Linked DNA regions of Mus musculus: region 1 is linked to region 2. The links are chromatin contacts, called in public promoter capture Hi-C maps. All regions are on one chromosome and are shown on one strand. The core of a region is the stretch at or near the end of the contact, and the rest is flanking DNA. Distances in the headings are between cores, read along the strand shown. Region 1 holds the start of Lims1 (LIM and senescent cell antigen-like domains 1). Region 2 holds the start of Gcc2 (GRIP and coiled-coil domain containing 2).

Region 1 (3,960 bases), core at 302-2,801, 140 kb after region 2:
AAACTATGAAGTACTTAAATCTTCAGTGAGTGAATGGTTTAACTACATATATATTAATACTGCTGAATATTATGCAGCAACATAAGATCAAACTACATATACGTATCTAGCAACCTGGACAGATCTCAGTGACTGTGACTAAACAAAACCAACCTTCGGCCAGCACATATAGTAGGGTTCCACAAATGACACGTTATACAGGTGAAAAACAGATTAGTTAAGGAGTACAGTAAGGAGATTTCTATGGGCAGAGATCATGTCCTGCTTGATTGGTGGCCACAGTAGCTACACACTCAGTGGCAGTAGAACAGCTATGCCACTGCCAGGCTCCCAACTTCGCTGCTCTATTTCCCCTTCTTCAGAGAGGAAACTGAAGGAGTGGCTTATGCTCCGTCAGCACGAGGCTGAAGAATTGTCTGGTTCTGTCCTTCCTGTTTTACTTTGTCCTAATGAAAAGAAACCAAAACCAAGAGAGTATAGATGAATGGAAAGGGTGATATTTGCACAGGGAAGCTGTCTCTAGGGCTTTCCCTCTTCTGGCATCCACCAGTCTGGGGTCCAAGCAGGTCCAGGGCTGCAGTCTTGGAATTCCTCATCATTTTGATATCTCTGGATTCAAAGTAGGGAGGTGTGATCTCAGTTCCTGCTTCTGGTCCCATTTTGTACCTGCCATATACTGGTTTTGAGTTCCTGTTTTATTTCCCAGTGATTCTGTTCAGCCATTTTCTCTCATAGAAGTTACAGCATAGCCCTGTCACTTATTATTCAGCCTCTTTGTGGCCTTGGTTTTCTTACTTGTGAATAGCACCTGTTTCATAGAGGATATGGTGATATGATAGGAGACACTATTCACGGTTACTCAGGTCTCAACTGTTGCTTGTCTCTCAAAGGGCATATGGCTCTTCTGTTATCACTATGACCTGCAGTGCTTAGCGCCGTGCCTGCTCACAGTTCTTTGAGGTGCTTGCTTTGGGTAGGATGGCTTGTTGGACTAGAGAATGGAACCACAGAAGAACCCTGCACCCTGTGTTGCCTCATGCTTCTCTGTTGCTATTATCATCATGACAAACACAATTACAAGACAGTAGTAGTTTAAGCTAAATATAGCAGGAATACCATGAAGAATCCGTGACTCTCCTGTTACAGGATTAGCTGGGATTAAATTGAAGAATTACAGTTAAACTCTAGTCTGGTTTACACTGCTCCATTCATTGAAGCCTTTACTATGCTGTTACTTTTATCAAGAACAAAGATAATAAATGGCTACATAGAGCTTCCCTTCAGGGGCTCACAGGTCCTTTCTGAAGCTTATCAAGCTTTTCAAAAATTTCTGTGTATACCCAAATGGAGACTCACTCAGACACAAATTGTCACTAACACGTGAAATGGTTTTGGGAGCTTCTAGAAGTCATAATAGATCCAGACTGCTGTGCTGCAGAGCTCTTAACATGAAAAGTCAGGAGTGACCCTGGCAGCTGGGTGACGCATGTGGGAACAGTGGGAGTGACCCTGGCTGGGAAACAGGAGGCCTGGATATTGTTTCTCTTCTCTGTATCCTGCTCGGCATCACAGGACTCTGAACTCTCAAGCTTGTACAATGGCCTTCCCAGGACGGGCACGCCCGTGCACTATCCCAGAGAATGAAGAAATCCCCCAAACAGCCCTTAACAGCGTCCTTGAAGCTAATGGGAATGAAGACGAGAGGGCTGTGTCAAACCTGCAGCGCAGGCACAGTGACGTAAAGGTCTACAAGGAATTCTGTGATTTTTATGCGAAATTGTGAGTCTCTTCCCTCCTAAAATACAGGCTTTCAAGTCTCCAGATCTTCAGTTCTGCATTTCCTAGCCATTTAAGCCAGCTAGTGTGTTTTAATTTAGCAGGGCTTTTCCAGGGTGTACGGAGGGCTGGGGGTGGTTCTCAGATTGCCTTGTCTTATAAACTTCCACCAGAGGACATACTAGATGTCAAGGAAAATGCCACCTTCCTGGGAAGAATAGACAGCGCTCATCTTTCTAATAATGGTACATTTTCACTGTGTTATCCATAAGAGAAGTTGGCACTTGTGTTGTCAGGATCTATAGCAGGAAAAATATACTCTGAGAGTTCCCAAATATGAAACTAAAAATTTAATCGATAAACACTTTGTTGGGGATTTATCCCATAATCAATATTTGAGGTGGTTAATAAACTCTCAAGATATTTGATAACAGAATTTTATATATTGTATTTTAAGAGTAGGAAATTTGTTTCACATGTGGAGATAAATGAGATGTAAAAATTGGAAGGTTTGATTGTGGTTTCCTATGTTAGCCGAGTTATGGAGGTGGGTGTGTAACATCAGTCCTGGTTGGCTTTTGTAGACATGTATTCTCTCCGCTCCCATGTTTTCTTTGTCATCAACACTTTTAGTGAAAAAACATTTTCTGGAAAATTAAGCAATTAGGTATAACCAATCTAATGACTTATCTCTTTAAAAATAGCTTCTTCATACATTGTTAAATACTGTCAAGTATAAAAAAAATGTGAACAATACAGGAGAGTCAGGCAAGAGAGAAGCTGAGTATGTAATCCCAACACTTGGGAGGTGTGGAGGGTCAGGAATTTGAGATCAGCCTTGGCTACATGAGACCCAGTCTCAAAGAAAGAAAAAAGAGCACCAACTGCCAGCCAACAAGGTGAGAGGGAGGGGAAGCCTGAGCTCAGTTGGGAGGCACGCGGTCGCTGTTTTCTGTCCCTGCTTTGGTCACTAAGGGGAGTTCATATATATGAATATGTGTGTAAAACATTCATCTACCTACGCACTTGGCCAAGTCTACTTGAGTTTTCAAACATAATTAAGTCTGGAATGTAGCTGTAGTGAATATAAACAGGTCAGTGCTAATAGCATTTTTATCAGCACCATTTTAAAAAAGATTGAAATCCAATACTTCTTGTATGAGAAATATGTATTTATTCGATTAAAAGTGACATATTACATGCTAGTAATACAGAGGAAAAAGTAAACTTTTGCACATTTTTCTTGATGCAGCTCCCTCCTTCCAATCTGCTTCTGCTCTTGGCACAGAGATATGGCTGAGAGGGTACTTCAGAACTTCCAGAGATTCAGTCACCCCAGACCTTGAGAATCATTGAGTTAAGTGGGAGTAAAGCAAGACATTCCAGAATGTTCTTCAGCTTTTCGGGGAGGTCCATTAAGTTTGCTGAGGAGTGATATCATTGGAGAGAATTTAGAATTATAATGGTGCTGTGTCTTTTAGTAGCACCTTCTGCTTTCCAGAGGGGATTATATTTTTTTATTATTTCATCCTCAAAACAGCTTCTGATAATTCCTGAGCGGATGTGGGCTAGCGTCTTTCTCCACTCAGCCACTCTTTCTGTAAGAAAAGAGGGTGCACAGATCCCTTCAGAGTTTTATTAAAGACGTTGCTGTTCGTCTAGATCCTCTCTCCTCACAATAATTCTGAAAAGACAAAGTGGAAGTCTCTATACACAGTGCTTAGGCCAGGTTCGTCAGAAGTAAGGCTGCCTCTTTTCACGTTTTAAAAGTGTTATTTTGGGGCGGGGGCGGAGGGGAGAGTGTCATACACTATGAAGGTCAAAGATAACTTGCTGGAGTCAGTTTTTCTTCTATGTGAATTCCAGGGATCAAACCCACATCTTCAGGCTTGGCAGCAAGCACTGTCACCAGCTTTGCTTTCTCTCGGGCCCAATCTTTTCCCTTCTCTTCAGTGACACTCCTATCTTAATTGAGCTTATGAATTAAAACAGACTTTTGATTGATCTGGAATGGTGAATGTGGGGATTCAGCATAGTGTTACTGTGGCAAGGTTACAACACAGAATTGTCTTGAAACACTTGAGGAAGAAGACAGATGTAGAGCTGTCCTCCATTGGGGTGGACAAAGAATAAGTCTTGCTATGGAAATGCTAACCTTGGAAAGAGCTAAGAGCAAGGCCGCTG
Region 2 (4,399 bases), core at 1,617-4,116:
ATGCACTTGTATTTGCTTAAGGTAACTATAAATGTTACCTCATGTCTTGCTTGCTTTTTTGAAAAGTGCTTTGTTTTAATTACTCTTAAACCTGGAGTCCCCTGGACATCCCATATAAATCTTTTCACATAACCTTCAATATGCAAAGACTTAGTCTCTCTGACCAGGGTAGGTTAGCAATAATTACATTTCTCCCTTTTCATTTCTCCCTCAAAACCCTTCTAATATAACCTTCTTTGCTCTCCATCAAATTCATGGATTTTTTCATAAGTTGTTATTGCATGCATATATGTACAAAATACATATATATTCCAAAATATAGCCTCTTTAGTTCATGTTACTTGTATTATGTTTTCAGGACTATTTGGTACTGGACAACCAACTCATGTACCCTTCCTTGGGAAGGACCACCTCTCTGATTCCCAGCTCTCCTCAGATACCTGTAGTTCTTTATGTGGAGTGGAGGCCTAATGCTCTCTTCTCTTCCCACTTTGCCATGTCCACCGATGTCATCCTTGTTCATTCTTGGGCAGTCATGTTGGTGAGATTACATTCTGGCATTACTAGGAGACAGAATCTCACACCATACTTCCTGATTCTCTGCCTCTCAAAATCTTTCCACCCCTTCCTCCTCAATTTTCTCTGAGCCTGAGGTGTGGGAGTATTTTGTAGCCAGATCCCTTGGGACTGAGCTCCATACTCTGAATACTGATAGACTGTGGGTTTCTTAGTGGCTCCACCTGTTGCAAAGAAAAGTTTCCTTGATGAGGGGTAAAGACTATACTCATCTGAGGGTACAAGTATTTATATTGCTGGGGGTTATGCTGGCTTAGTAAATTAATGGTTGTAGACTCTCCTCCAACAACCACAACTTAAGTAGCACTGAGTAGTTAGGTTGGTTTCCATGAGGCATGGCTTCCCTCTTGTTGAGCAGGTCTTAAGTCAAATTAGTCCAATGAAGTCCAAGGCATACTTGTCATACTGAACTCTGATTACCAGGCTGTGCTGGTGGATGTGGTTCAAAGGTGGCATAGCCGGAAAGGACTGTTGTTCCCTTCTCTGGAAGCTTACATGGTGCCTTCAGGTACCAAGAAACCTAGTCCTCAGGGAGCTTATATTCAAATCGGTGCTAGCTCAGGGTACTGAAGCTGTTCTTATTTCAAGGGGTAAACAATTGTACTCTCTTTTGGGAATAGTTTACTCTTCAGCTCTTTTCAAGAACCTAATGCTTTTTACCTTGGGCTATTTTGCTGTTCTCCTTTCTCTGAATACAAAGTTAGGAGACCAGCATGATACAAATCATGATGTTTCAGTCAGAGGGCAATTTAAGATTTAAAAAAAAAATGTATCTACAGGAAAATCCCACCTCTAGACCCAGCTTCTCACTGAATTTAAATAGTGCAAGAAACCTGACGAACAGAAGGAATTTGGTCCACCACTGTAAAACTGAAAAAAATAACTGTTCCTGAAGGATCAGAGAAATAAGAGAGAAGGCACACAGCCGCTTGCTGGGCTGTGTATTGGGACTGAGGACTGACAGGGGGTAATGATTTTCTCCCCTCACGGTATTACCAGGGAATTTGATGTCTTTATATTTTGTAAAGGTCATGCCATATGACTTCCAGAAGCCATGATCAAAACCAACAAAAACACCTGGCTTTTCCCATACGGAACTTGGAAAACGCTCTGGCTCTACTTGGGGGTGAGGGCCCAACTGCTTGAAGGCCTATACCTGCAATTAGTGTATGTCTACACCTGGAAGTAGACAACCTGAAAAACCTGCTGAAAAACACCCTCTCACCTATGAAAATACAACATGTTAATTAATATTCGCCACCAGCGGCCACTTGCTCTGTCCTCTAGTTTATGTTTAGGCCAGGCTTAACTATAGAAAAATATCAGGCATTATTTTAGGGTCTAGGTCAGTCTAAACGTGTTCTATTAGACAATAACAACGAAAATCTATATTGTAGTATCTTCCTTCTCTAGAGTCCTCTGGGGTTTGGATTGGTTTTATCTTCCTTATCTTGCCTTCATCCCCTTGTGAGCAACTACAAGGAAAAAGAAGGCCTGCAGGACTCTTGACAGAACCTGGAATCTCTTTACCCTGTCTTCTCTCATTCGTAACCACAAGGGAGGGCCCTCATCAGACTAGTCACGTGTACCTTCCCACACTGTGACCTCGATGGGTTCTTTGAAGTGAATGCTGGAATTCAGTCTGAGTTATCCTTTTTTATGCAACCAGGGTTACCAGTCTGTGGAATGCTGCCACCCACAGTTACTGGGGGTCTCCATAGCTCAAGTAATCTAATCTAGATAAATTTCACATACATGTCTAGAGGCTCTCTCCTAGATGATTCTAGATCCTTTCAAGTTGACAATATAAACAACACGAGAAGCACCTCAGCCGGCAAATTAATATTTAGCAATACAGAGACAGCATGCCAGCATTTTGAAACTCCTGAGAAAGTAACGGATTCAGTAATTTATTCCTTATTACTACTCACAGAGGAACCTATTTTGAACATGACAGAATTAAAGTCACCTATAAAACTATTTGTTTCACATATGCCTGCTAGTCGGGATAGTTATATTTGTAAAGCACATCTTTAAAAATTAGAAAACGAAGTGATCAAAGGAACGTGTGCTCAAACCTGTCACCTGGCACAGGGTAGTAGTGCAGGGCGACTCAGCGCGTTCCGGCACCGGCCAGGGGACCTGCGCAAAGACGACTTCCTCCCGGACACCAAGGAGGAAGCGGAAGTGCCAGCTCTGCGTAGCCTTGGAGACGCGGGGAGGCGTAGTCGCCTCGTAACGAGACCTTTGACCCGCGCTCGGCAGCCTCGGAGGCGGAGCAGCCGAGACTCCTGAAGAGGCGGTGGAGGCAGCCGCGGGTCGCAGCCGCGATGGAGGTAACGGTGGGCGTCGCGCCGCCCCGCTGGCCCGCTGTGCCGCTCGAGGGGTGGGAGGGCATGGGAGCACCCTGTCCCCGCCCTCGCGCCCAGACCCCCGCCGCGGCGCTTGGCATTGAACCTGGTGCTGGCTCCGGCCGTGGCGACGGCCCAGCTCCGGTCCCTACCGCCTAAAGGGGTCCTCCTCTGCACAGATTTGTTTGGCCGCGCCTTGTACCTGGAATTGGGATGAGCTCTTTTTATGGTTTGTTTTACAGGATTCTGCTCCAGATGCCGTAGCTGCAGCACCCTCCGGGACCCCGAAATCCAAGGTGAGGAGAGCACTCAGCCGCCTGGTTCCCTGTAGCGCATAAGGTTAATGAATCGGAAAACTTTGGCATGGGGAGAATTATTTAAAAAAAAAAAAAAAAAAAAAAAAGAACTAACCTTTCCTCAGGGAGTTTCATTTTAATTTACTTACAGATTTCCTGTTCTTTTTTAAATTTCCTGATGTGCGAGCAGTTTGTTTACTTCCTGCTCCTTGTTAGCACGATGCTGTATTTCAAACATTTAGCTAGTCTGTTTAATGAAAGTTTACACAGTGACACGAAGCCGAGGGGATTAGATAAGAGGCAGGAAGAAGCAAGGAACTATATCCTGTTGGCTCCAGCTCCAGAGTTGAGGGTGGAATAAGGTTGTTCTTACAGCACTGTGCAATGTTTTATGCTAAGTGATTCAGAAAGGTAGGGGCACAATTTATTACCAAAATGTAGTGTTTGAAGACTGATTTCTAGGCATTTGCTGAAGTAACAGATTCTTTCAGGTAAGCTTCCTGAAATACGTATCTTCCCTATTCTCATTCTGCAGATGAGGAAACGTTGTGCACAAAGATTAAGTAATTTTCAGTTAGTAAACCCTAATATTTTAGTTGAAGTCTAAATGTGACCCGATTCACCTGTGAATGTAGTTATGTTGTTAGCTTCCAACAGAATGAGTTCTACAGCTCGAGAAATCTTGAGTTCCAAGCCCTTCTTGTACAGCTAGAGAACTCAGTGTTCTCTGTAAGAGTTTTGTGCTGGGGTTTTGGTTTGATTTTCCATTCACCTAATTACTTTTAGTTATTGAAGTTACGTTTCTCAATTTAAAAAATGTGACTGGCTCAACTGTTTAGAGTGTCTCTCTTTGGTTTTCGGCAGACACTGTGTTTCTTTTGGTGGCCGTACTAAAAGCATGGGTTTTAAAACTCAATAATACGACTCCATCTTTCAGCTAGAAACGTTGCCCAGAGAAGATCTCATCAAGTTTGCCAAGAAGCAAATGATGCTCCTGCAGAAAGCCAAAGCAAGGTGTACAGGTACTGGGTTTAAATCAGAGCTTTTCAGTAGACCACCATGCCTAGCCCTGCAGTTGCCTTTGAATAAGTAAAGGAACAAATGAATTTTTAATTCAGTGTGTGTGTGCGCGCGTGTTTTGCCTATATGTATGTCTTTGTTAGAGTTTTGGATTCC

The links. Promoter capture Hi-C pulls out the DNA fragments that hold promoters and counts their contacts.
Region 1: a contact with region 2 is called in a promoter capture Hi-C map of pre-B cells, with 2.7 times the contacts expected there. The contact joins the promoter of Lims1 here to the promoter of Gcc2 in region 2. A contact is called at or near these places in 5 of 39 promoter capture datasets (the 3T3-L1 cell line, the C10 cell line, pre-B cells and 1 more), 1 of 15 datasets of contacts at CTCF or cohesin (the NIH/3T3 cell line), 3 of 484 Hi-C or Micro-C datasets (common lymphoid progenitors, embryonic stem cells and erythroblasts) and 3 of 9 other capture datasets (adipose tissue, liver and pancreatic islet).

What each region holds. Positions count from the first base shown.
Region 1 is chr10:58,392,822-58,396,781 of GRCm38.p6, forward strand. Lims1 (LIM and senescent cell antigen-like domains 1) reads left to right here and starts at 1,552. Exons shown (of 11, transcript NM_001193303.1): 1 at 1,552-1,779. The coding sequence starts at 1,598.
Region 2 is chr10:58,252,660-58,257,058 of GRCm38.p6, forward strand. It overlaps Gcc2 (GRIP and coiled-coil domain containing 2), which reads left to right and starts at 2,867. Exons shown (of 23, transcript NM_027375.2): 1 at 2,867-2,912; 2 at 3,170-3,223; 3 at 4,161-4,245. The coding sequence starts at 2,907. It also overlaps Gm9919.